Regions from separate parts of the Mus musculus genome. Here regions 1, 3, 4 and 5 are each linked to region 2. The links are chromatin contacts, called in public HiChIP or PLAC-seq and promoter capture Hi-C maps. All regions are on one chromosome and are shown on one strand. Each heading gives the region's core, a stretch centred on a gene start, on an enhancer-like site or on the middle of the called end of the contact. The rest is flanking DNA. Distances are from core to core; before and after follow the strand shown. Region 1 has its middle 30 kb from the start of Gm33622. Region 2 holds the start of Tshz2 (teashirt zinc finger family member 2). Region 3 has its middle 22 kb from the start of Gm52536. Region 4 holds the start of Cyp24a1 (cytochrome P450, family 24, subfamily a, polypeptide 1). Region 5 has its middle 46 kb from the start of Gm52536.

Region 1 (2,700 bases), core at 175-2,674, 620 kb before region 2:
CTTTGTGTGGCTTCCTCCGAGTGGAGCTGTACTGAGTGTGAGCCTCCATTTAGGCAGCTATAGCCTGAGCCATAGAGGCGGGTACGTGCTCGTGCGTGTGTGTGCGTGCGCATGTGTGTGCATGCGTGCGCGTGCGTGTGTGCGCAGATACTCGTATGCATTTTTTGATGTCTTCTGAAAGATTTAGAGAAACTCGGAATTTTAACAAGAACAATATCAACTCGGTGCTGCAGCAGATACTTCAATTATAATCGCTAATGGACAAATTGAGAGATAAAAAGACTTTTCTATCATGTTGAAATTCAATGAACAGTTTTCAATTAGGCTTAGGATATAAAAGGGCGGGGGTGGGGGGAAAAAGAAAGTGACTTTTCCTTGATGTTAACATTGCCGAGAAAGATGAGAGGGACTTCGGTTTTTCGTTCTGCTCAAGAGAGGCAGATAATGCTGCATATTTAAATTATAAATCAGGTCACTATCTGCCAACTTAAAGCAATATCAATTAGAACCTAGGTGGATGAGGCTTTAAAATGCCTTATATTTAATGATAAAAGCATGACTGTTAATCTCCATGGCCATCAAAGAGATAATTTAAGGTAGTAAGAAATCAGAGAATGATGTCACAAAAATAGGCCCTTGCAGCTTTTTGGACGGTATTATCGTAATTAATGTACTTCGAATGACTTTTTTTTGTGTGCGTGGGTTATGAGCTTTCAGGGAAGCCTTTACTGCAGGCATAAAATATAAAACTCGAAAGAGTGGGTTTGACTAAGGTTGACTTGGAGGGTCCTTAGCCTTTTTGCTCGGGTAATTCCTGTAAAATAATAGTTTCATTTACAGGCGCAATTTATAATGGTGGATTTATGCCAGTTCGTCGGATATAAATCATAGTAATAGCATGATCTATTGTATGTCACTTGAGTGAATACAAATTAAATATCGTTAAATTAAAGAAAAACTGTTAAAATAACATTAGGTTGTAACCGGAGCTTCTGAGATAAAGGAAGCACGGTTCCGATGAAGTTTTGCTCCGGGGGGCGGTCTGATTTAATACCAGAAAGTGTCGCTCAAAGCAGGTTTACACATGCGAATAAATATGTCAATAGATGCCGGGGGAGACAAAGCTGGAGATCCACACTAGAGTATTCTTTCACCCTAGACTCAGGGCGACCTAAAAATTAAACACCTCTTTTCAGTGGGGTTTTGTTTCCTGTGATTTTTTTTAAATCTCCTCCTCAGCAGCTGCAAACGAAGTCTCTTAATTTTCTGGTGATTGATTTTTGCTCCTGACTTGTGCCCCTGACCACCCTCTGCCCGTTTCACAAACCAATTGTCCCAGTCATTTTCAGTCACGGCCCCACCCTGTACCCAGGCCCAGGTAGCAGAAGTCAGCTCTGCAAGCCACCAGATCCCTGATGTTGCCTCTGTGGGGAGACAGCATCTGCAGGGACCCTTCCAGCCCTCACAGTCGACTGTGGATCAGGAAAGCCCGGGTCATTAATAAACAAGAGTCATTAAAATGCAACGCTCCGTGAGAGCTTCTTCCTCCCGCAAATCAGAATTCTCTTTCTTCCACTTCACGAGTTGATTACAACTCATCTTCAAAGCCAACCAGCGCCATTGTGCTGAGATAAATGAGGAGAGGAGGGTGGGGGTGGGGAGCAGGGACCCAGGAATTATGACTTTAAATCCTACATAGGAAAACTTTATACACCCCAAACCATACGGTAAGTGGGCCAGTTTCAGAAGAAATAAGTTGGATTTTGGTGTGTGTGTGTGTACGTACACACACACACACACACACACACACACACGCACACACTTGAGCGCGTGCGTGCACACACACATGCACACACACACACACACGTGTGTGCACGTGTGCGTGCATGCACTCTTTCACATGTAATCCAGCACATTGTCAGAACTCAATAAATGTTGATGGATGACAGGGTGACAAACCCATTATAACATCAATTAATTTGCTGTCAAGAGAAAGTGGGCCCTTCAAATTACCCAGTCATAATTGCGTTGGCTTTACTAGCAGTCCCCCTCCATCGCAGGTTATGCGAGGAGTTATCAACACATATGCCTCAGAAAGATTCAATAAAAGGTGGCATTTCTTCCCCCCCTACGTGCCTTGATAGAAAAGGAGGAGATGTAGTTTATTGTGGTGGCGGCTGAGCTATGAATATGTGGTTATCCTGATGGGCCAAGGAAGCAGCATGGAGATGTTGAAAGAGATCCTCCAGGCAGAACTGGACAAGCAGGACCAGAGACTGAAGTGAAATTGTTGATGGCTGAGTACTTGGCTTCAGCATCCTAGGTATCCTAGACAGGAACAAGAAGGGACAAGGCCATCGAGGTCCCCGCTGCAACTATGACACCTGGCAGCTACCTGGGGACTCTCACATCAGGAATTAAGATAACTTGTGCTATGATCCAGTGCTTGGAAAATCTAAGTTAACTCCCATATCCCAACTGAACACAAAGGCAGCATTTTAAATGCATGCAGTCCGGATAGCAGGACCACGAAGAGCCATGCTCACGCCTGGGCGAGCCGGAGGATATGCAGCCATTGCCTGTGTACTTTCTCATCAATTTAATAAGCACATCTCTGATCATGCGCATTGCAGAGCACAAAGAAGTTTGGGAAAACAGAAAATTAAAAAGGAGGTGTATTAAAACACACAACTTAATTTT
Region 2 (2,700 bases), core at 38-2,537:
AGCTACTCAGGAGCCTGAGACCAGAAGATCCCAAGTTTGAAGACCTATCTAAGAATGAGTTCAAGGTCAGCCTGAATAACTTAGCAAGACCTCTGTCTCAACATTTAAGAAAAAAATGAAGAGGATCAGAAACATAGTTTAGTGATAGACTGCCTGCCCAGCATGTATGATGCCTTGCCTACCCAGCATGTATGATGCCTTGCCTACCCAGCATGCATTATGCCTTGCCTACCCAGCATGCATTGTGCCTTGCCTGTCCAGCATGTATGATGTCTTGCCTGCCCAGTATGTACGGTGCCCTGAGTTCAATGCCCAGTATCAGGTTCATTAGGCTCCTAGCTCTACCTCCTTCCGCTGCCTTCCCACTTGTCATTGACTTTCTACCCAACTGGAAGGAAGGAAAGCGTCTTCAGGACAGGGTCATCCTGTTCACACGTGCTGAAAGGTACCTACCTCCCCGTGTGCAGTGGTACCCAGGGAGACCGGGTTCAGCTACAATAGACTCTCCAGAATGGACTCCTCTTTCAGCCCCAAAACAACACTCAGTTTTAACCAATCCGGGCCACTCTGAAGTTGTACTCCCAGCATGCCCTGCTTCCTCTTCATTTATTGCACTATTGGGGGTGGAGCTCTATGTTTTCTGTTTGGCACCATTGGGAGATAGAATACGATAAACGAGGGCACAACTCCCTAAGAACTTATACTCTAGTGAGATCTGAGGCAATTACCCAAAGAGCGAGCTGTGCACAGCATCCACCTTCCTTGATGAGCCCAGCGGAGAAAGCAAATAGAGAAAGGTGGACATCAAATTTTCAGCAAGGTAGACCTCTGGGAAGTGACTGAACACCACCAGGGGGCAAGTTGTTTCAGATGTTGTTCCTCTCACCCTTGATAACAGCCACAATCTGGACTTCCCCACTCTCTGTCACTGTGGTGACTGTATAACAGGTGCACCATAGGTGCTCAATAAATATCAGCATTGGAAGGAAACACAATGAAGGTTATGTAATTAGTCTGCCCAGGAAGCAGAAGTTTAAAAAAAAATCCCAATACTCCAAGAAGGTGGAAGTTAAAGCAATGTGAACTTACATAGTGAGAGGAGGTTATTTGCTGGAGAACAGGTTGAGACTGGATATAGTCCCATCCCCCTAATCTGTCTCCCAAGCAAACCTAGATTGTCCCCTTCTAATCTCCAACTCTAACTGTCTCCAACTCTGCCAGAGCCCCGCCCCCTTCCTTCCCACTCCCCCTTTTCTTCCTCTTGGAGGGGCATCTAGACAGGCGGACACTCCACTGCCCCAGTGAGGAGGAGGTGGGTGCCTCCAGGGCTGCAGCCAAGCCGGCTGGGTCCTCTTTCTCCAGCTCCTCTCCCAGGCGGGACACTGTCCCTTTAATAGACTCCCTCTGCCTGGCGCTCTGCGGCTGGGGAGTAAATTTCTCCCTGTCATCAGGTCGCAGGGAGAAGAGGAGGAGTTTGTTAATGTTCAGTTTGTTCAGCCGGGATCGATGTTTGCTGGCATCGCCTCGCCCTGTCTTGTGTGTGTGTGAGTGTGTGTGTGTGTGTGTGTGTGTGTGTGTGTGTGTGTGTGTGTGTGTGTAAGAGAGAGCATATGTGGGGAGTGTGAGTGTAAGTGTGTGTGTGTGTGTGTGTGTGTGTGTAAGCGAGAGTGCTTGTGTGTGAGAGCGAGCGTGCGTGTGCGTATGTGTGGTGTGTGTGTGTGTGTGTGTGTGTGTGTGTGTGTGTGTGTGTGTGTGTGTGTGAGTGAATTCCAGATTTTCTGTCTTTCCCAAACCCGCTCCTGTCCTCTCGCATATCACTCACAGACGGGGATCTGACAGCAACAACAAACCTACAGTGAGTGATCTCTCCCCAGCGCGAATCCGCCATCAAGATCAGGGAAGAGGAGGAGGAGGAAGAAGAGGAAGAGGAGGAGGAAGAGGAGGAGGAGGAGGAGGAGAAGGAGGAGAAGGAGAAGGAGGAGAAGGAGGAGGTGGTAAAGGAAGAGGAGGTGGAGGAAGAGGAGGAAGAAGAGGAGGAGGGAAAGAGAAGGAAGAAGAAAAAGAAGAAATCCACTGTCTTCCCGGGATTGTTTCCCCCCTTATCTTTAAGCGCGAGTGTGCGCGTGGCGCGTGTGCGCCCCTCATCCCTGCCATCTGAACCCCGTCTTGGATGTTTAATAAAGAAATCAAGTGTCTCACCAGTCACCAAAAAAACAGCAAAAAGCAAAACCAAAAAAAGAAAAAAATCCAAAAGCAAAACAAAAAGAGAGGGGGAAAAAAAACCAAACAAACAAACAAGGCAGAACCAACCTCCACTTGCAAGCAGCAGGCGCGAGCCACATATCTGCCACCCAGAGAGGGGGTCTCCGGCCCCGCGCTGGAGCGCTGGCAGGGGGATCTTCAGGGGGACAGAGGCCGAGTGACGTCCTAGGAGCCACAGAAAGACGAGCGAGACTGCGGCCCCCGCGCGCGGCTCGGGGCTGGGGCGCCAGAAGTGAGACTGGAGCTAAGTAGAGCGATGCCAAGGAGGAAACAGCAGGCACCCAAGCGGGCGGCAGGTAAGAGATGGCTCCGCTCCGGGTGCCCGGCCCCTGAGCCCGGCGCACAGCGGCTCGCCCGCCCGCCCTCCTGGCCTGGGGCTGGCGGGGACGCCACCCCCTGGCGCTTTCAAGAGGGTTAGCGTGCGGGTGCCCTCTTCAT
Region 3 (2,700 bases), core at 2-2,501, 530 kb before region 2:
CGATAATTTCCTTACCTGAAACCGCCCCTCCCCGTATTCCCTAGACTTGACCTTCAGTTATTCAGTACCACAAAACAGCCCCCAGTGTAGCAAGTCCTCCCAGAGTCCTTTGCAGCACACTGGGGCTGTGAATCTAAGTTTTTGTTTAATTATGTGGGAATATATTTAAAAGGAGCCGACTCTATGCCTCTCTCCTTCCATTCTTCCGGATCGTATGATACCTGATGGCAGCGGGTACTTCCAGCAACAGTTTTGGACCACTTGATGGTCATGGGAAGGAAAATTATATGGAGAAATGACAGGGTGGAAGGAGGCTGGGACACTGCTGCTGTGACCCCGGGTTTCCTAGTTCCAGACTTAAAAAACTCCACCCGATGTGATTTTGAGTTACATCCTCCAAGTCAAAGGAGATGTTATTGGAGAGAATTTCTGCCTTCAGACCTGAGCTTCAGTGGCAGAGGCGGGGTTGTGGTGGGGGTGCTGAGGACGTGACCCTACCGTGAACCGAGGCTGATGCCAGAGGCCAAAAGACTGTAAGCCAGAGTCTACTCCAATTAAAATATGCGGGGGCGGGTGGGGTGGTGGTGGTGTGTGGGAGAGGCAGGGGAGGGATGGGGGAGGCGTAGGTGGGGCTGGAGACTGGTGACGGGGGTGGGGGGGTGGGGTGGGTGGGGTGGGTGGGTGGGGGAGTGGGGGTGGGGGTGGGCCAGGGGTTGGCGGTGTCTGAGGCCATGGTTCATTTGGTGAAATATTTGCCTTGCAAGCACAAGGACTAGACTTCCATCCTCAGAACCCATGTGAAAAACCAGGCATGGTGGTGCATGCTTGCAATCCCAGCACTGGGGAGGCAGAGGCAGAAGGACCCCTGGGCTTCCCTGGCTGCCTGCCTAGCTTACATGGAGAATTATAGGTCCGTGAGAGGCTACTTCTCAAGCCAAAGGGGGAAGGCATCTGAGGGATGACCCCCAAAGTTGGCACACAAACACAGAGAAGAAAAAGCCCATTTTTTTTAAAAATTTGAATATGACTTTGCCTAGAGGGAGCGACGTTTTAATTTCCTTATAGATCAGTACGATCAGGTACTTTGAAAAGTTTTTTTGTTTCTTTTTTTTTTTTTCTTTCTTCTTATAGAAAGACAGAGTAAACGTCAATGCTGCTGACCAAGGTGCGCTTCTCTCACTTGTTTATAGGATCTTGAGGGAGGGCGATGGTGTCCCTGTTGGAGAGGGGAAGCAGACGCTGCATGAACTTTGACCCCATCCTGTTGCCGGCTCAGTATCTCCACTGTGCTCCCGCTCTGTCTGTTGAGGCAGGATCTCATGTAGCCCAGGCTGACCTCCAATGTAGCCAAGGATAATTGTGAACCCCCGGTCCTCTTTTCTCTCTCTCCCAAGTGCTGGGATCACAAGGCAGTACCCTCCCCCAGTTTTATTTGATACTGGATAGAATCCAGGGTTTTACACAGGCAATGCAGGGCCCTACCCTTGAACTCCAGCATGCCCTGCCCCCATTTCCTCTTCCTATCTGTCTACCACAGCAGTAGGAAGGTCCGGGACATTTGTTTGCTCTTCAGGAAACACCTCCCATCTTGGCCGTAGAAGGCATTCTTTGCCCTCAATCCAGATTGAATTTCCTTTATCCCGAAAAACTGGTGACTCACGGAAGTGTTTCCAGAGTGAACATGGTTAGAACTTCTCCAGAACCCTTGGGGGAGAGAATCTTCTAGGCTTTCCCTTCTTGTGTTCTCCAGTAAGTCTCCACAGCATGCATGCCTCTGAGCAGCACTGACTCCTCCCGTGGGTTCCAGGGAGTCTGTGATTGCACGCACCAGGCAGCTTTCTAGTTCCTCCTTCCCACCACTCCGCAATGTTTATTCTCTGAGTCGTTAGTCATGTGCTGGGCCATGGAAATACAGCAGTGACTGAAACCTGCAGAAACTGGTTTATTCATGGCTCTGCCAGTTTGCTGATTCTTAACACGCCCTTATGGGGCAGTTGGTTACTACGACTGAATGGTATATTAGAACGATATTGGGGTTATTTAACTGGCCTCAGATTTTATGTAATTTCCACTTCTGATCTCGTAGATATAAACATGCCGGTGAAACTAACAACAGCCAGAAGAACAACTCCAGACGCAACAAAATGACAGGAGCTATGGAGGCTGAAGTAGAGGGCCCTCAAGGGATGGGGAAGATGGTTCTCAACTGGAAACTAGACTTTCTCAATAAATATGAATGGTGGCTTGGCTATGTCTCAGTTCCTATTTGTGAATGTGGAAGAAAAACTATTTGGTAAATGCAATAAGGGAAGAAATGGTATTTTAAAACAGAAGCCAGGTGGTTGTGGCCCACACCTTTAATTCCAGCACTCAGGAGGCAGAGGCTGGTGGATCTGTGTGAGTTCAAGGACAGCCTGGTCTACAGATCAAGTTCCAATATAGCCTGGGCTACACAGAGAAACCCTGTCTTGAAAAACCAAAGACAAAACAACAACCACTACCACCACCAACCAACCAACCAACCAAAACCAACCAACCAACCAAAACCAACCAACCAACCAAAACCAACCAACCAACCAAAACCAACCAACCAACCAAAACCAACCAACCAACCAACCAAAACCAACCAACCAACCAACCAACCAACCAACCAACCAACCAACCAACCAAAGCCACCCAACCAACACCTAATAGATAGAA
Region 4 (2,700 bases), core at 189-2,688, 860 kb after region 2:
ACACAAAATAAAAACAACATGAAAATAGGAGAGAGAATTGTTGGGACAAGGGAGAATCTCAATAGGAGTGGGTGGGAGTATCAGAGAGGGCACTGAGTGATGAATGCGACCGGAAATACATTATAAACACGTATAAAATTGTCAAACAACGTTAAAATATTTGGTTTGACGTTAGGGTTAAGTCTTGCCCAAGACGACACCTGGAAGGTGAAGCCCAAATAAAGCGGGCATGGTGCTTTTGATGTGTCCTGTTGGGGGAGGCAGCATGTGTGCATCCCTTCACTGAATAGCTTGTGAGGGGAACCCACTCTCTACAGCACAATTTCAGGATGGCACCAGCTCTAGGTAGAGCAGGGGCTTTATATTCGTTGTCCATACGTCCCAGGGAACTCTAACGACTCCCCTTCCCCACTGTCCCGCACGTCCAGCCTCCCATCGTCTCCGTCCAGCAGAGGGGACTGACTCACAGGATCATCAGCCCGTAGGCTTCGTTGCGATGGTCCCGATAGGCTTTCCAGGGTTTGATCTCTAGCCGCTGGGGATGCGCGCTCTCTGTGCGGTACAGAGCTTCCAGCAGGCTCGGCGAGCCCAGATGCACCGAGTCGAAGGAGCCCAGCTTCATCCGGAAAATCTGGCCATACTTCTTGTGGTACTCTGCCTGCAGCGGGGCGGGCCAAATGCCATCAGCGCGCATCCTCAGGTGCCCCGGGCGCTTCTGCCTCGAGCTGCTGACCTGAGCTCCCCCTGCCACCCCGACCGGAAGGAATAGGGAACAGGGGACAATAGGTGATTAGGAAACAAACTATTTACCAGTGTGTCGTGCTGTTTCTTCAGGCCACCTTTCCAAAAAATCTCCAGTAGGCTGCCCAGCAGTGGCCAGTTGGTGGGTCCAGGTAAGGAGGTGACGTTCCGAGTCTCACCGTCGGTCATCAGCGGGCAGAGGGGCACCTCTTTTGGCGCACGCTTCACGTGCGCCTTGGATGTCACGGACCTTGGGGGTTGCCCGAGGTCCCGCAGCCGGCGCAGGAAAGCGATCAGGGGGCGCCTTTTGTCAATGGGGCAGCTCATAGTAGCAGGCGACCCGTGACACTCGAGGAGCAGTAGGGACTGAAATGGGTAAGGTATTTCGGAAGTGCTGTTGGGTTCTGAAGTTTTGGCGATTTGGGGAAGAGAGGCAAACAGAAGCCGCGGGTGTGGTAAAATACTGTACAACAGGATGGACTTGGAAGAGGCAGATGCCCAGGGATGCTGCAAGGTGCAGTTGTTTAGGGCGCAGGTCCCTGCCCTGAGCTGGCCACAGTGGCTGGGGAAGAGCGGCCGGGGTTTGGCCCGAGTACTCTGTGGCTTTGCAAATTTGACTTCTAAGGTCTAAAGCCACGAGGGGTCAAGGAGGGTCGAAGGGATGCCGCCAGGTCTGATGTACCTCCTTGTGCCTCCCCGAGCTCCCGGGCTTAGGGACCTCGTATTTATGGGAACAGGGCATGCTGGAGGTGGCCAATGAGCACGCTGAATAAGGGCGGAGGGGGACCGACTGGCAAGGATGGGAGGGACGCGGGGGGCGGGTGTGGAAAGAGGATGGAGTCAGCGAGGTGAGTGAGGGCGCCGGGGCCTCGGGTGACCGACACGCTGCTGGCCCGGCGGACGCACCGTGGTGGACTCCACCCCGGAGATAACCTGAGAAAGGCGAGTCGAGCCCAGGGTTCAGCGGGTGCGCTGCGAGCACGCCTCCTCTCCCTCCTCCTGCAGGTTGCAGCCGGCCTTGCAGGAGCCCAAGGCTGCGCTTGCACAATCGCCACTCAGGGCGGGCAAGGTTCCTGAGGACAGTGCGGAAGACCGCCCGCGCTTGCCAAGAGAGTGGAGAGCGAGCCTGCCTCCCAACATCCCGGGAGACAAGTTTTCGTAGCCTGAGCTGGACTTCCTTTGGATGAATGTTGCCTTTTTGAGCCTCTGAAGGAAGAGAGGATTTGAAACTTACTAGGATATACCAACAAGTGGGGGGGGGGGGGGGGCGGAGATAATTTTCTTACCCAGGGTCTTAAGCTAGGCAAGAAAGCCCAATGCGATTTGCAGAATTTCCTTACCAGATTCCTCGATGCTTCGGGTTGGGTTGTTAGGGAACCGAATAAATGAATGCACGTACACAGGTGTATGTCCTCAACAAAGGATGCTAGTGGCTTTAGTTCTGCGGGAGACTGTGGAGTGCCTTGAGGGCATGGCTTGGTTCCTTTGGAGTGCTTCCCAATGTCCCCTTAAGCCTTTCCTTCTTGCACACCGCCCACCCTTCGCAGAGCAGAGGCACCCACCGATTCCTAAGCGCCCCCACTTTCTCCCTAAAGCAGGCAGAGTTAGCCACAGATGCACCCTTGCTTTTGTATCTGGATAGATTAGAGCTCACTTTCCTAATTCTGGAAAGGAAATTGGTCTTCACTGATTTAAAGTGACTCATATTGTTTCCTGCTGTTCCAATGCCAAGCGCCAGCAACCAGGCAGGAGGCAGAGACTTTCCTCCTCGGCTTTCCAGTCACCTGACCGAAGGTTACTGTGACCCAAGCAATAGCAAAGTCTTCCGTAAACACCTGTCTGCTTCTGGAAAGGCTTTTGCAAATTTGTGATTTGTGCTCCAATACTGTCGTCTCGAATTTCCCCTAAGAGGTCGTGCTAACAAACAAACAAAAACTGCATATATGCAATAATTTATAT
Region 5 (2,700 bases), core at 108-2,607, 600 kb before region 2:
GTCATGGTGTCTGTTCACAGCAGTGAAACCCTGACTAAGGCACTCTCCAAACTCCAAAGCTTTCTAGTACTTCTCGGCCATGTTGGTGATGTTGGTATCTGGGAAGGCTGCCCTGCTGCCCTGGACTCTCTGTTGTGCTTTTGTATGTGACATGTACTCCTCAGGCTGATAGGTTTGGGGGATGTGACTGGCTTCTGAGGAGGAACCCACTGCTGAGACAGCAGAATTCCCAGTCTGAACAATGGCAGATGACAGCAGTGTGGAAGATGGGGCCTGGTAGAGGAAACAGATCTTAATGGTGTAACCGGTCCCTAATCCCACTCTGCCTTTACCACATGTCTCTGCAGTGGTGGTGTTCTGCCTTGTCTCAAGCAATGGGTAACTGGGTCGACAGTGGAGGGCACTGTTTAGCTTAGGTTTCCATTGCTGTGAACAGACACCATGACCAAGGCAACTCTTATAAAGGACAACATTTAATTGGGGCTGGCTTACAGGTTCAGAGGTTCAGTTCTCTTATTATTATCATTAAAGCAGGACATGGAGGCATCCAGGCAGGCATGGTGCAGGAGGAGCTGAGAGTTCTACATCTTCATCTGAAGGCTGCTAGCAGACTGACTTCCAGGCAGCTAGGATGAGGGTCTTAAAGCCCACATTCACACTGACACACCTTCTCTAATAGTGCCACGCCCTGACCTAAACATATATAGACCAACACTCTTTGTAATTGAGGCCCAAACACCTTTCCTGCCCAGCTGTTACTCTCCGACATTTGTCATTGACATGAAATCTGAAAACACATCTGCTATGCAGTCATTCCTTGAGGGACTTCCTGCTTTTCCAGTTCCAGTGTTCCACAGGGACTGGAGGGACAGATTCCTCCACACTGACAGCTCTGTACCCTTTCCTTCTGGCCCCAATTTTTCTCTCTGTCTCTCTGTCTGTCTCTGTCTCTCTGTCTCTCTGTCTCTCTGTCTGTCTGTCTCTCTCTGTCTGTCTCTCTCTGTCTGTCTTTGTCTGTCTCTCTCTCTCTCTCTCTCTGTCTCTCTCTCTCTATCTCTGTCTCTCTGTCTCTCTGTCTCTCTCTCTCTCTCTCACACACACACACACACACACACACACACACACACACACACACACACACACATTGAGAATTTCCATTCTGCCATGGGCTAAGGTGCCTGACCTGTTGACCCTTCCTGGAAAGGAGAAGAATCTGACAAAGGGCTGGGAATAGCTCCTCTTCCTCAGGAGCCCCCCAGAAAATGAGTTCCAACCACTCAGCTTCAGTCTTTTGGCCACTCATCGTCCTTCTGCTTCACATAACCCAGCCTGGAGACTAAGCGAAGAGCCCCACATCCAGAAAGCCCCATGCTTTCTGTGCTTGTCATTTCTCCTCTGCCAAAACACATCCCTCACTCTCTTTTAGGAGTCAGAATTCTTACTTAAGTACCCTCTGAGAAGAGAGCTGAAGGGGAATCCCCAGTGGAGATGAACGTCAATATTATTCGAATAATAATAACAACCACTTCAGCAAGTGGTTCATTCTATGTTCTGGAAGCTTTTGGTTGGATGGAATAAGTAGCTCATAATTTGAGTTTTTGGACCGTGGGGTTAGGCAAAATTGTTTGTTCGGGAATTAAATATATAGGACTGGGTGCGTGGGAGGAACTTAGGTTCCCCAGAAATAAGCAGGATGATAATTTTAATGTCATTTTAAATTTAAGTGGGCTAGAAATTACCCATGAGAATGTTGCCTGTTTTTTGCTTTCCTTTGTGTCGAGATGGTAATTTCCTGGCATTTCTTCCTTCTTTAAAGGCCTTATTGAGATTTCTCCATCTGTAAGAGATTATGCTAACCAGGGTTTCATGTGTACAATGGAGTGTTAAGCAGGTGGGAATAATGGGGTGCAAACACAAAGAAGTTGTAGTTCGTCCTTTACCCTACTTAAAACTTTGTTAAAGCTGGAAGCGTTCTTCAGCCCACAACTTTTCTGACTGCTTGGTGGATAGAAATTTCTCTCTCTCTCTCTCTTTCTCTCTCTTTCTCTCTCTTTCTCTCTCTCTCTCTCTCTCTCTCTCTGTGTGTGTGTGTGTGTGTGTGAGAGAGAGAGAGAGAGAGAGAGGGAGAGAGAGAGAGAGAGAGAGAGAGAGACTCAGAATGTGGAGGTCAGAGGACAGCTTTCTGGAGTTCATTCTTTTTTTTTTTCCATCATGGTAGTCTCAGGAATTGAACTTTAGGCCTAAAGGACCCCCGCCCCTCCTCTCTCCCCTCCCCTTCCCCTCTCCCCGCCCGGTTCAGCGGGTCTATAGTCTTTGGATTTTGCTCTGCTTTAAAGCACCAGGATGTGCAGGTCTGAGTCTCTATGAATGGGTTCGCAGCTCACAGGCATCATACGTGGCCCCGAGGCTTCTTTGAGTCGGCCTAGGGTTTGGAAGGAAAAGTGCCTTCCCCATGCTACTGACAGAAAGCACTGTGAGACCCAAGCAAATCATGTAGGGGAGCCAAGATCAGTTCCGCCCTGACCGCCCTGACCGCCCTGACCGCCCTGACCGCCCTGACCGCCCTAACCGCCCTGACTGCCCTAACCGGGTGAGAGATAGCTTAGTAAAGGCACTTACCGCCAGACCAATGGGGTGAGCTCCATCCCTGTGATCTACACGGTGGAAGGACAGAACCCACTCTGATACAGTGTCCCCTGA

Evidence for each region. Promoter capture Hi-C pulls out the DNA fragments that hold promoters and counts their contacts. HiChIP or PLAC-seq counts read pairs in DNA pulled down with a chosen protein or histone mark.
Region 1: an H3K4me3 HiChIP or PLAC-seq map of embryonic hindbrain shows a contact between it and region 2, with 7 times the contacts expected there. The contact joins the enhancer-like site here to the promoter of Tshz2 in region 2. A contact is called at or near these places in 6 of 39 promoter capture datasets (the 3T3-L1 cell line, cranial neural crest, embryonic stem cells and 2 more), 2 of 484 Hi-C or Micro-C datasets (both in nephron progenitors), 9 of 115 datasets of contacts at active chromatin or transcription factors (craniofacial prominence, embryonic basal ganglia, embryonic forebrain and 6 more) and 1 of 9 other capture datasets (embryonic stem cells).
Region 3: a contact with region 2 is called in an H3K4me3 HiChIP or PLAC-seq map of embryonic stem cells, with 6 times the contacts expected there. The contact joins the enhancer-like site here to the promoter of Tshz2 in region 2. A contact is called at or near these places in 13 of 39 promoter capture datasets (the 3T3-L1 cell line, cranial neural crest, embryonic stem cells and 7 more), 1 of 484 Hi-C or Micro-C datasets (nephron progenitors) and 10 of 115 datasets of contacts at active chromatin or transcription factors (embryonic basal ganglia, embryonic forebrain, embryonic hindbrain and 5 more).
Region 4: an HNF4G HiChIP or PLAC-seq map of pancreatic cancer cells shows a contact between it and region 2. The contact joins the promoter of Cyp24a1 here to the promoter of Tshz2 in region 2. A contact is called at or near these places in 5 of 39 promoter capture datasets (the 3T3-L1 cell line, hippocampal neurons, liver and 1 more) and 2 of 115 datasets of contacts at active chromatin or transcription factors (embryonic midbrain and pancreatic cancer cells).
Region 5: a contact with region 2 is called in a promoter capture Hi-C map of cranial neural crest. The contact joins the enhancer-like site here to the promoter of Tshz2 in region 2. A contact is called at or near these places in 15 of 39 promoter capture datasets (the 3T3-L1 cell line, cranial neural crest, embryonic stem cells and 7 more), 7 of 115 datasets of contacts at active chromatin or transcription factors (astrocytes, embryonic basal ganglia, embryonic forebrain and 4 more) and 2 of 9 other capture datasets (embryonic stem cells and liver).

The regions. Positions count from the first base shown.
Region 1 is chr2:169,008,932-169,011,631 of GRCm38.p6, forward strand. No RefSeq gene overlaps it. Among named protein-coding and RNA genes, the nearest start is that of Gm33622, 30 kb to the left of the region's middle. Within about 2 kb of position 1,425, at least 4 of the 459 cell types and tissues checked have an H3K27ac peak or open chromatin away from gene starts, as enhancers often do.
Region 2 is chr2:169,631,222-169,633,921 of GRCm38.p6, forward strand. Tshz2 (teashirt zinc finger family member 2) reads left to right here and starts at 1,288. Exons shown (of 2, transcript NM_080455.3): 1 at 1,288-2,558. The coding sequence starts at 2,519.
Region 3 is chr2:169,100,215-169,102,914 of GRCm38.p6, forward strand. No RefSeq gene overlaps it. Among named protein-coding and RNA genes, the nearest start is that of Gm52536, 22 kb to the left of the region's middle. Within about 2 kb of position 1,252, at least 4 of the 459 cell types and tissues checked have an H3K27ac peak or open chromatin away from gene starts, as enhancers often do. A contact at or near this core is called in embryonic stem cells, where this site is marked.
Region 4 is chr2:170,495,707-170,498,406 of GRCm38.p6, forward strand. It overlaps Cyp24a1 (cytochrome P450, family 24, subfamily a, polypeptide 1), which reads right to left and starts at 1,439. Exons shown (of 12, transcript NM_009996.4): 1 at 811-1,439; 2 at 468-658. The coding sequence starts at 1,068. It also overlaps a transcript of Pfdn4 not described here.
Region 5 is chr2:169,031,519-169,034,218 of GRCm38.p6, forward strand. No RefSeq gene overlaps it. Among named protein-coding and RNA genes, the nearest start is that of Gm52536, 46 kb to the right of the region's middle. Within about 2 kb of position 1,358, at least 5 of the 459 cell types and tissues checked have an H3K27ac peak or open chromatin away from gene starts, as enhancers often do.